Linked DNA regions of Mus musculus: region 2 is linked to region 1. A link is a contact called in public Hi-C data. All regions are on one chromosome and are shown on one strand. The core of a region is the stretch at or near the end of the contact, and the rest is flanking DNA. Distances in the headings are between cores, read along the strand shown. Region 1 holds the start of Chmp2b (charged multivesicular body protein 2B). Region 2 has its middle 88 kb from the start of Gm52259.

The links. Hi-C and Micro-C count contacts between places; a contact is called where the count stands out from the background.
Region 2: a Hi-C map of muscle stem cells shows a contact between it and region 1, with 1.7 times the contacts expected there. The contact joins the enhancer-like site here to the promoter of Chmp2b in region 1. A contact is called at or near these places in 15 of 39 promoter capture datasets (the 3T3-L1 cell line, 3T3-L1-derived adipocytes, the C10 cell line and 8 more), 2 of 15 datasets of contacts at CTCF or cohesin (the NIH/3T3 cell line and pro-B cells), 8 of 484 Hi-C or Micro-C datasets (adipose-derived mesenchymal stem cells, cranial neural crest, embryonic fibroblasts and 5 more), 15 of 115 datasets of contacts at active chromatin or transcription factors (astrocytes, craniofacial prominence, embryonic fibroblasts and 8 more) and 1 of 9 other capture datasets (embryonic stem cells).

What each region holds. Positions count from the first base shown.
Region 1 is chr16:65,560,792-65,565,242 of GRCm38.p6, forward strand. It overlaps Chmp2b (charged multivesicular body protein 2B), which reads right to left and starts at 1,971. Exons shown (of 6, transcript NM_026879.3): 1 at 1,684-1,971. The coding sequence starts at 1,717. It overlaps Gm36457 (predicted gene, 36457), which reads left to right and starts at 2,017. Exons shown (of 2, transcript NR_166048.1): 1 at 2,017-2,071; 2 at 2,176-2,728.
Region 2 is chr16:65,996,939-66,001,389 of GRCm38.p6, forward strand. No RefSeq gene overlaps it. Among named protein-coding and RNA genes, the nearest start is that of Gm52259, 88 kb to the left of the region's middle. Within about 2 kb of position 2,618, at least 24 of the 459 cell types and tissues checked have an H3K27ac peak or open chromatin away from gene starts, as enhancers often do. A contact at or near this core is called in the NIH/3T3 cell line, adipose-derived mesenchymal stem cells, embryonic fibroblasts and 1 more, where this site is marked.

The DNA of each region.
Region 1 (4,451 bases), core at 721-3,220:
CATTGTCTTTTCCTCTCTCCCCTAAACTTCAAGGATAAGTAACTGGGTGGCTAAAAATACCAGAAAGCACAAAACCAAGGTCTGTCTTGACATTAAGCAATTAAAACTAGAATATCTGGATTTTACTGTTAAAAAATGCTTTCAAATTGTGGCAACAGGGTGAAAAAGAAGCCCAGTTTTTCTGTGCTCAGTAAATTCTCATTATCACTATATAAAGTTATAATATATATATATATATATACACAAATATATATATATATAATTATTACAATATAAAACTTAGGCAACAAGGAGATGACTATTTCCTACCCCAAGAGGGAGTAGAATACAGTATTACAATACTGTACAGAATACTAGTACAGAAATACACACACACACACACACACACACACACACAATCCAAACTATCATGGTAATGATTAAACAATACTCTCAGGAAATTCCAGAAAACACCCACTTCAGGTAACTGTATTATACCACATAGCAAGTTAGTAGCTAATTCCAGAGGCTGAAAATGGTGCTTCTCAATTAGTAAAAAGTCAACATAGTGAAAACAAAAAACAAAAAAAAAAAACAAAAAACAAAAATTTAAAAAGTCACTCAGAAGAAGCAAAACTGCACTCTGCTGTCTTACAAATGAGGGATAAAATGGCATCCTGTGTGGAAATGAAAGGCCATGTAGCAGGGTAGAGATGGTGTCTTTGTTATCCTCCCCCCAAATCTGGCACTAGAACAGTGAACACAAAGAAATGAAGGAGTTACCCCAACTCAGGGCTGAGCTCTGGGTTTGTACCAATCACAGTCTAGCTGCCCCTGCTCCTTGTGTGGCTGGGCTAGACCCTTCCTTACAAAGGAATGATTATTTGGCTGAAGCAACAGCAACCTGGGCTCGACATGCAATGAAAAGCAATTTTTAGATTACTTGGTGGGAATGTAATACCTGGGACAGCCGCGTATAACATACACACTACAGCACAGCCTGTGAATGCTACCAAACTTGTACATTCCAATACGTCCAGTATTTCCCTCATCACAAGATGGCACTAAGCCACCTGAAACAATGTGTTTTTAAAAACGCGAACTTCTATGAAAATTACACCACCCTCACTTTCGTTGACAGAAGATAACCATAAAGGAAAAATCTGCACTATGCAAAAACTATACCGGGACCCTTCCCTTGGGCTTAGGTTTTTCTGCTGGAGTCTTTCTTACGTGTAACGCTAGGTGTTTGTAAAAATACAGCCAGCCTGGCCCCAAGTTTATTTCCTAAGTGGGCCCGCTGTGACCTCCTGCCTTGTCCCCTAGTAAACACACATCCCTTTCGGATGTCAGGAAGTGCGGCGTCTTCACGGAAGGAGCAGCCAACGAGCAGGGAAAAAAACTACCATGAAATTCATCAACTCGCCAAGTCTAATGACACCCGAGAGCCAGCACTGGTCTGCCTCCCTAGAAAGCTCAGAAATCCTCTCCGGAGTGGGGCGGGCGAGGGTGGGGGGAGAAAAACGAGGGTGGGGTGAGGGCAGTCAGGAGGGCGAGCCGGCCAGGTAAGCCAGTGGAGCCGGAGTCACGCAGCCATGGTCACCTGTGGGGCCTCCGACACGGGCCCACCTCGGGGGACAGCACCCGATCCGAGGCCGGAGCTCCCCAGAGACCCCGGGCGGGTGAGCCTGGCCCCGAACTCACCGTCCACAGTCTTCTTCTTGAAGAGGGAGGCCATGGTGAGCGGCCGCGCCCGGGCGGCCCAGCTCGGCCCGGTTCGGTCCGGCCCGGTTCTGGGAACAGGACCGGTAGAAGGACGGATCCCGGAGAAGCCTGGCAGCGGCGGGAGGAGGAGGACGGGGTCTCCAAGCTCGACCTGCGGCGGGCGTGGCTCCGCGAGGCTCCCGAGAACGCGTCCTGGGTGCTCAGGTGACCGGGAACTAAGACACTTTTTTGGAGAAGTCACTTCTAGGCGGCGCGTGCGCAGTCTGCGAGCACGCCTGCGCACTGCGCCTCTGAAGCCGCAGCGGTGCCCTCACTTCAAAGGCTGCCCGCTCTTCCCTGCTTTCCGTTGCGACCCGTCCGGACCTAGGTTGGCAAGGCTGGCGGCGCGTGAGTCTGCAAGATGCTCGCTTGGTTTCTGTGCTGACCTCGGGCAAGAGTGAAACCTGATCCACGCCTTCCTTGTTGTTCCAGGTTGTTGGAATTAGGGATCCTGGGGATGTGTGGTGGACTGCGGACCTGAGACTGATTGACAGTAGGACTCCCAAGCGATCAATGCAAAGGCCTTAGGGGATGCCCTGCTAGGCTTGTCCCAGGTGATCTTCCCAGACTGCCCTGATGCTACCTGACTCCTGGCTGCCTCTTGCGGGACCCATCTTCACCTACCACCCGGTTTCTGGTGTTTCCACCAGCCTGCTTCTGTCCCTGGGGATCTGGGGTTCAGAGATTGTCCAGGAGAGGAGTGACAAGCGAATTCTAATGCCACACTATTGTTTAATGCTCCTGACTTGGAACAAGAAAGGCTGCTGATACTTGTGTTCTTGCTTAGAACCCAACTTGTTTAGGTGTCACATAAATGCGGAGGAAAAGACACACAGTCACACACCAAAAAATGGCTGCACAGTGAATCTATGAAATTGCTACATAGCACTTGGTTGATATTTAATACCAAAAGTCTCCATACCCTGTAAAAAGGACAGTCATTTAAGTTCTTGACTGTATAAAATAAATATGGAAATCATAATCATTCATGACTATGTATACATCTTCCTGATTAATGTATTATTTCTATTTACAATCATAATTATGTCTTGAACATATTCCCCTGCGAATCCCCTGTTTAGCAGCAATGCCTTTCATGGGATTACAAAGCAAAACAGTGACAGGCAGGGGGAGCATTTAATCCCAGCACTTTGAAGGCAAAAAAGGTAGGCAGATCGCTGTGAGTTCGAGGCCAGACTGATCTACATAGAGAGTTCCAGAATAGTCAAGGCTACACAGACAAACCCAGTCTCGAAACAACTACTACAAAAACAAAGATACCAAAATTGCTGAACCCCGAGATGTGTTATTCAATGGTAGAACTTATGATTATATGTCTGGCCCTGGTTCAATTATTAGTACTTAATAGTAGGAGTAGTAATAGCATTTTTTTCATAGATATGACTTCAAATGCCAGGGTCACTCTAAAACGTTACTATGATTCATTTTAGGATCATAATAATGTTTTTCAAGAATGTTTAAGCTTTGGGGATCGATCATTAGATTTGCTTTTTTTTTAACCTCATAAGATATCAAAACCCATGAGAACACTGATAACCCTGCTGCTACAGCTACTATTAGTGAAACTTAGCCAAGAGTTTGTTAATAAAACTTTTTGAGAACAGCAAGAGTAAGCAAGGTACAGTTATCTCCCTCAAGTTATTTAGTCACTTTTAGGAGGTGAAGTAAACAAGATTAGAATTATAGTGGGGGAGACAGGAACTGTAGCCAGGGTGTGGCTTTTTTTTCATGGAAAAATCATAACAACAACAACAACAACAACAACAAAGCTTGCCCTAGCTGCCCAAAGTAATGAATGTCATAGAGCCGTGCTTGCGATGCATGAGAGGCAATAAGCTGCCAGTGCATAGGGCTCTCCCTCCTCCCTGCCGCAGTCACCCTTGTTTTATTACTCCTAAGCGATCCCCCCCACTGACCCAATTGTAACAGTTGGGAAAATGCCAAGCACTTAGCAGCAACCATATGGAAGACCCTGCAAAAGTGCACAGCGGGAGTTAAAGACAGGGCTTGCTCATTACAATAAAGATAAAATAGAAATATGTACAACCGAAGCTCAGCACTCTAACAGCTTGCTGCTCCCATAGTTTGAAACCGTCTGATATCCACTTGATACGTCTCAGTCTGGCTGGCATCCATTCTATTTAGTTGATGGCCAAACTCAAACTCAACCCAGACATAGTGTGCATATGACTCATTATATAAAGAGTAAGGTCTAGTTAAACACAGCTGAGGGTTAGGGCACTAACAAGCTTTAAGCTGAAACGAGATCTTCTTTATTTTACCTCACCATGGTCGTATACAATCTGTTAAATCAACAAGACAAATAGTTAAACATAGTGTGTAGCAGAATTTAATACTGTTCTTTAAGTCTCTTTAAGAAACAGTAACAGTATCCTATTATGTTTTCCTTATGGCCCAACATTGTTCCTTCAAGTTGCTCAGACAGTGAAAACTATACAGTTTATACCTTGTTATGTGTTGGGGATATCCCAGGAAGAAGAACAGATATGTGGCCTGTGCCCTTTACCTTCTTTCCTTGCTAGTTCTTTATCTTCTCACTGCCTTGGGAAGGAGGTCAGCTTCTGACTCAGCATAGAGGTCATAAAACCACACCTATTGTAAAGTGGAATGACTCTATGTACTACACTGAGTTCCTTGCCACTGCTGAGTTCAAGAAATAGATCGTT
Region 2 (4,451 bases), core at 1,368-3,867, 440 kb after region 1:
ACCTTCCTGGCCCTGACAGTCCCCTATACTGGGGCATATAACCTTCACAGGACAAGGGCCTCTCCTCCCATTAATGACCAACTAGGCCATGCTCTGCTACATATGCAGCTAGAGCCATGTGTTTTCTTTGGTTGCTGATTTAGTTCCAGGGAGCTCTGGAGATACTGGTTAGTTCATATTGTTGTTCCTCCTATGGGGCTGAAAACCCCTTCAGCTCCTTAGATACTTTTTCTAGCTCCTTCATTGGGGACTCTGTGCTCTGTGGAAAGGATGGCTGTGAGCATGCACTTCTGTATTTGTCAGGTACTGGCCGGGCCTCTCAGGAGACAGCTATTTCAGGCTCCTGTCAGCAAGGACTTGTTGGCATCCACAATAGTGTCTGTTTTTTGTTGTTGTTTATGAGATGGATCCCAGGTGAGGCAGTCTCTGGATGGTCATTCCTTCAGTCTCTGCTTCACACTTTGTCTTTGTAACTCTTTTCATGAGTATTTTGTTCCACATTCTAAAAAGAATCGAAGTAGCCATACTTTGGTCTTCCTTAGATGTCCCTCAACAGAGGAATGGATGCAGAAAATATGGTACATTTACACAATGGAGTACTACTCAGCTATTAAAAAAAAAGAATTTATGAAATTCTTAGACAAATGGATGGATCTGGAGGATATCATCCTGAGTGAGGTAACCCAATCACAAAAGAACAAACATGGTATACACTCACTGATAAGTGGATATTAGCCCAGAACCTCAGAATACCCACTTGTAATTCTAAGTATAGTGAGTTTGGTGTGCTCTTTTGGTCTCTGTGAGTAATACACCTCTGTTATGCCCTATCCCCTGAAACACATATATGCACAAAGTTACACACACACACACACACACACATACACACACACACACACACACACACACACACACACTGAAATAAGTCTAAATTTAAAAGGATTTTTATCTTTTAAACTCTTCTCATTGGTTTTACTCCTATGTACTGTCTTTTAAAACACATTTATGATTAGATATGGCCAGCCATTTGATTTGGCATGATCATCTCATTTTAAGGTGTTTGCTCTCATTTACATCTGAAAACTCTGATCTGTCTGGTAAGATTCGGTACTGACTGATCTCAGAGATTATATGTATACATTTTTAAGGCCTACAGTGACAAAATGGCAGAAATGTAATATGAGATTTAAAGATATTAGAACTGCAGTTAAAAATTGTTGTTGTTGACATCTTTATTCCAATACTTCAGGCATTATTCATGGGTTCTTTGTTTTCACCTGCAGTCAGTTTATTAAGAAGTTTGAAAATGATCAGAACCAGATACCTAACATCCACAGAACTACATACAACCTGGTACCTCCAGATCCAGAGATGTTGGCAAAGTTCTCTGGCTTCTATCTAGACATAAGTTTAGAAGATACTCGCCTAAAATGTTTCTAGCTCTTAAAGCCAATAGGATACCATTTCTCAGTTCGAAAAGGGATTTGCTTTGTAATTTATACATTTCTGTTTGAAATAACATTAAATGTATGTAGTTCTTCCAGTGTATTGCAAAGGGTATCATTAATAAGAAAATCTGTTTGCAATATGTTCAAATATATGATCTTAGTGAATGTGGCATATATTTCCTTGACTGGGTATAAGGGTGAAATGTTTGATGTTATACATATGAGGAACAAAGTTTCATTAATTGTACTTATGATGGCTATAAGCAATAAGTAATACTCATTTTTTTTCTTCCAGCATTACTGTATAGGTCATTGGATTCTCAGTTTAAATGAGGCATGCATAGACAAGTATAGAAGAGAGTGTCTCCAAAGTGACAGATGACAATCAAGTAGGTGGTTCAGGAAGTACTGCTAGAATGTTAACATGTCCTGACTTTCCCTCTGCCGTGTTTCTTCACATGTGACATTATAAAGAACAATTACAAATTCTATTTTGAGATAGTGTACAGGACTTGGACGAGTACAGTTATTACAGTTTAGATCTAGAGCAACAAAAAAAAATGAGTACATAAACGAAAAAGGAGCTAGAGCAGCATATGCTAAATTCTTCCGACTCTTGGTGATGATGAATGAAAGCCTCTATTTCACCTTTACGTTGAAACAACTGTAAATATCACGTTAAGTTCTAGACACTCTGAGAAAAGCCTGTGGTTAAAAACAAAAACAAAGTGAATTTGCTTTACCTTTCAAATTTTTTCATAGATAGGGGGTGAAGCAGAGATCAAAACTAGCTCAGTGTCCAGTGCATTTTTTAGTTTGTCAAATGTTGTTCACTTTGCCTAGTGGCTTAGCTATCAAAAACACTGACTGCTAAAGCTTTGTGTTAAAATAAAATATAACTGGAACTTTGACAACTAGTAAAGGAAATGTTACATGCTAAGGTTCCCATAGCACCTTTATGCAGGACACCTGCTCCTGTTCAGGTTCATATTATACATCCCACAGAAGACTATAATACTTCCCAAAAGATGGCTCTGCCAGGGTTCAGCAATAAATCCCTCTGCAGCTAGACAAGTTGGCCTTTATTTTCTGTATTGCCATGGGCATCTCACATGACATTCCCAAATAAGGTATTGTACTACAAGGCTGCTGTGATTACTAGTAATGACTTAACTGCTAAGGAATTATAACAGTATGAATAACAGTGGTTTGCACTGTGAATGTCCTAGCTACTTCAGAAATGCCAGAGCAACAAATATAAAAATGCTTCTCATTTGCCAGTTTGAAAGGAGTCAAAGTCAGAAGACTACAACTGCCGCAAATCTGTAAACAGTGATTGTTCATTCAACAGCAGGAAGCAAAACAAATATGAAGGATGTGAGGGCATTAGCCATTCTGCTATGTACAGAGGTAATTACATTAGGGATATGAAAAGAAAACAACATTTATATTCAAGTACAAGGCACTGGGAATAAAACGGGTTTTGCCTGGGAACATGTTAAATGGGAAATTTCTGTATGTTTTGACGTTGGTGTTGTGATGATAGTATTACGATTACTACTGATTACAGCCTTATCTTCAAGTGGTCAGATTGGACATTATACAGTAGTAGCTTTGAAATAAAGAAAGTTAATTTTGTGATGGGTTATATTCGTATCCCTGCGCTTATTTCCAAAAGGAAGTTAAGGTATACTTCAAAATCAAATAAGTCATTTAAAACCGAGAAAACTAGCTAAAAGGAACAAATATTTAAATGAGTATTTACAGCACATAATATGAGGTTAAATGAATTAAAGGAATGGCTACTTAGGATGTAATTAATATTCCTATTTCATTGGTACACTTCAAATGATCATTTATTTATTCAACTGATTTTTCTTTTAAAGATTGTAGACGAAATTCAAGGCTTCACATGGCACGTTAAATTCAGGCTGGAAGTTAATATCATTCAGTCCACAGACGGTGAACAAATAAGAAAGATTTCCCAATCTAGACAATGAATTCATGTTTCTTAGCTTCTATAATTTAAAAATAAATAAATAAAATAAAACCAATCCCGTTGTCTACTGTGGGGATTTTTATGCTGAGAAAGTGAACTACAATTTACAACTGAAGAAACTCGAACTTCCATGAATTCAAGGCAAACATTTCTTGTTTGAGGAGCTTATTTTTAAGCACTTAAATACTTCAAAATATAACCTAGTTGATGATTTTCATAAACTCATCTTCCGAGGTTTTCTCTTGACCCAGGTTTTGTCTATCAAAGTAATATTAATTGGATTTCATCTTTTCCTTTCATGACAACACAAGGTGATCAGTCCACCTGTCTGAATATCTATCTACCTTTCAGGAGACTGTGCATCAAAGAGTGTACAATAACTCAAGGGAATGAGCTAAGTAACAGATGAAGCTGTCTGCAGGACCGGGGTCCTTTCATGGTTGCAGTATTTCATACAATTTCGTTGGCAAATTGCCTACCAGATGGGCTACAGCCCAGGAGGGAGGTTTACTGCTCTACTCCCCAGAATGGTGTCCCCTCGCATTTTCTCCCCTTTAGGTTTGAATGTCAGTTGCTTGCAGAGGGGAAAAGAAAGGGCTCGCACTTGGGATTCTTGAGTGACTGCCAGAAAAGAATTGTCTCTGAGAATTGCCATTTTCCAGGTTCCCATAGTATGCAGTAAACCCAATTATCCAAGCTAAGGGTTAGAAACCGGAAACAGGGGTGGGGGCATCTTATAACTATCAACATGGATATCTTCTGAGAGGCAGCAATAAAAGGATCTATTACACTTCAGTTGTTAAACTTAAGATACACTATTGATATTCATAAAATAATTGCAGATCGCTGCAGTCACTCAGAGTCTAGGCCACAAGATACTGACAATTTTCCTGTATTGGTCACAGGTATTTGCTTAAGGTCTTTTTACTACTGAGATTAGGTCAAGGGTTTAGAAAGTGTGGGACACTAGACAAACATCCACTGCCAATTACTTTCGACGTCCA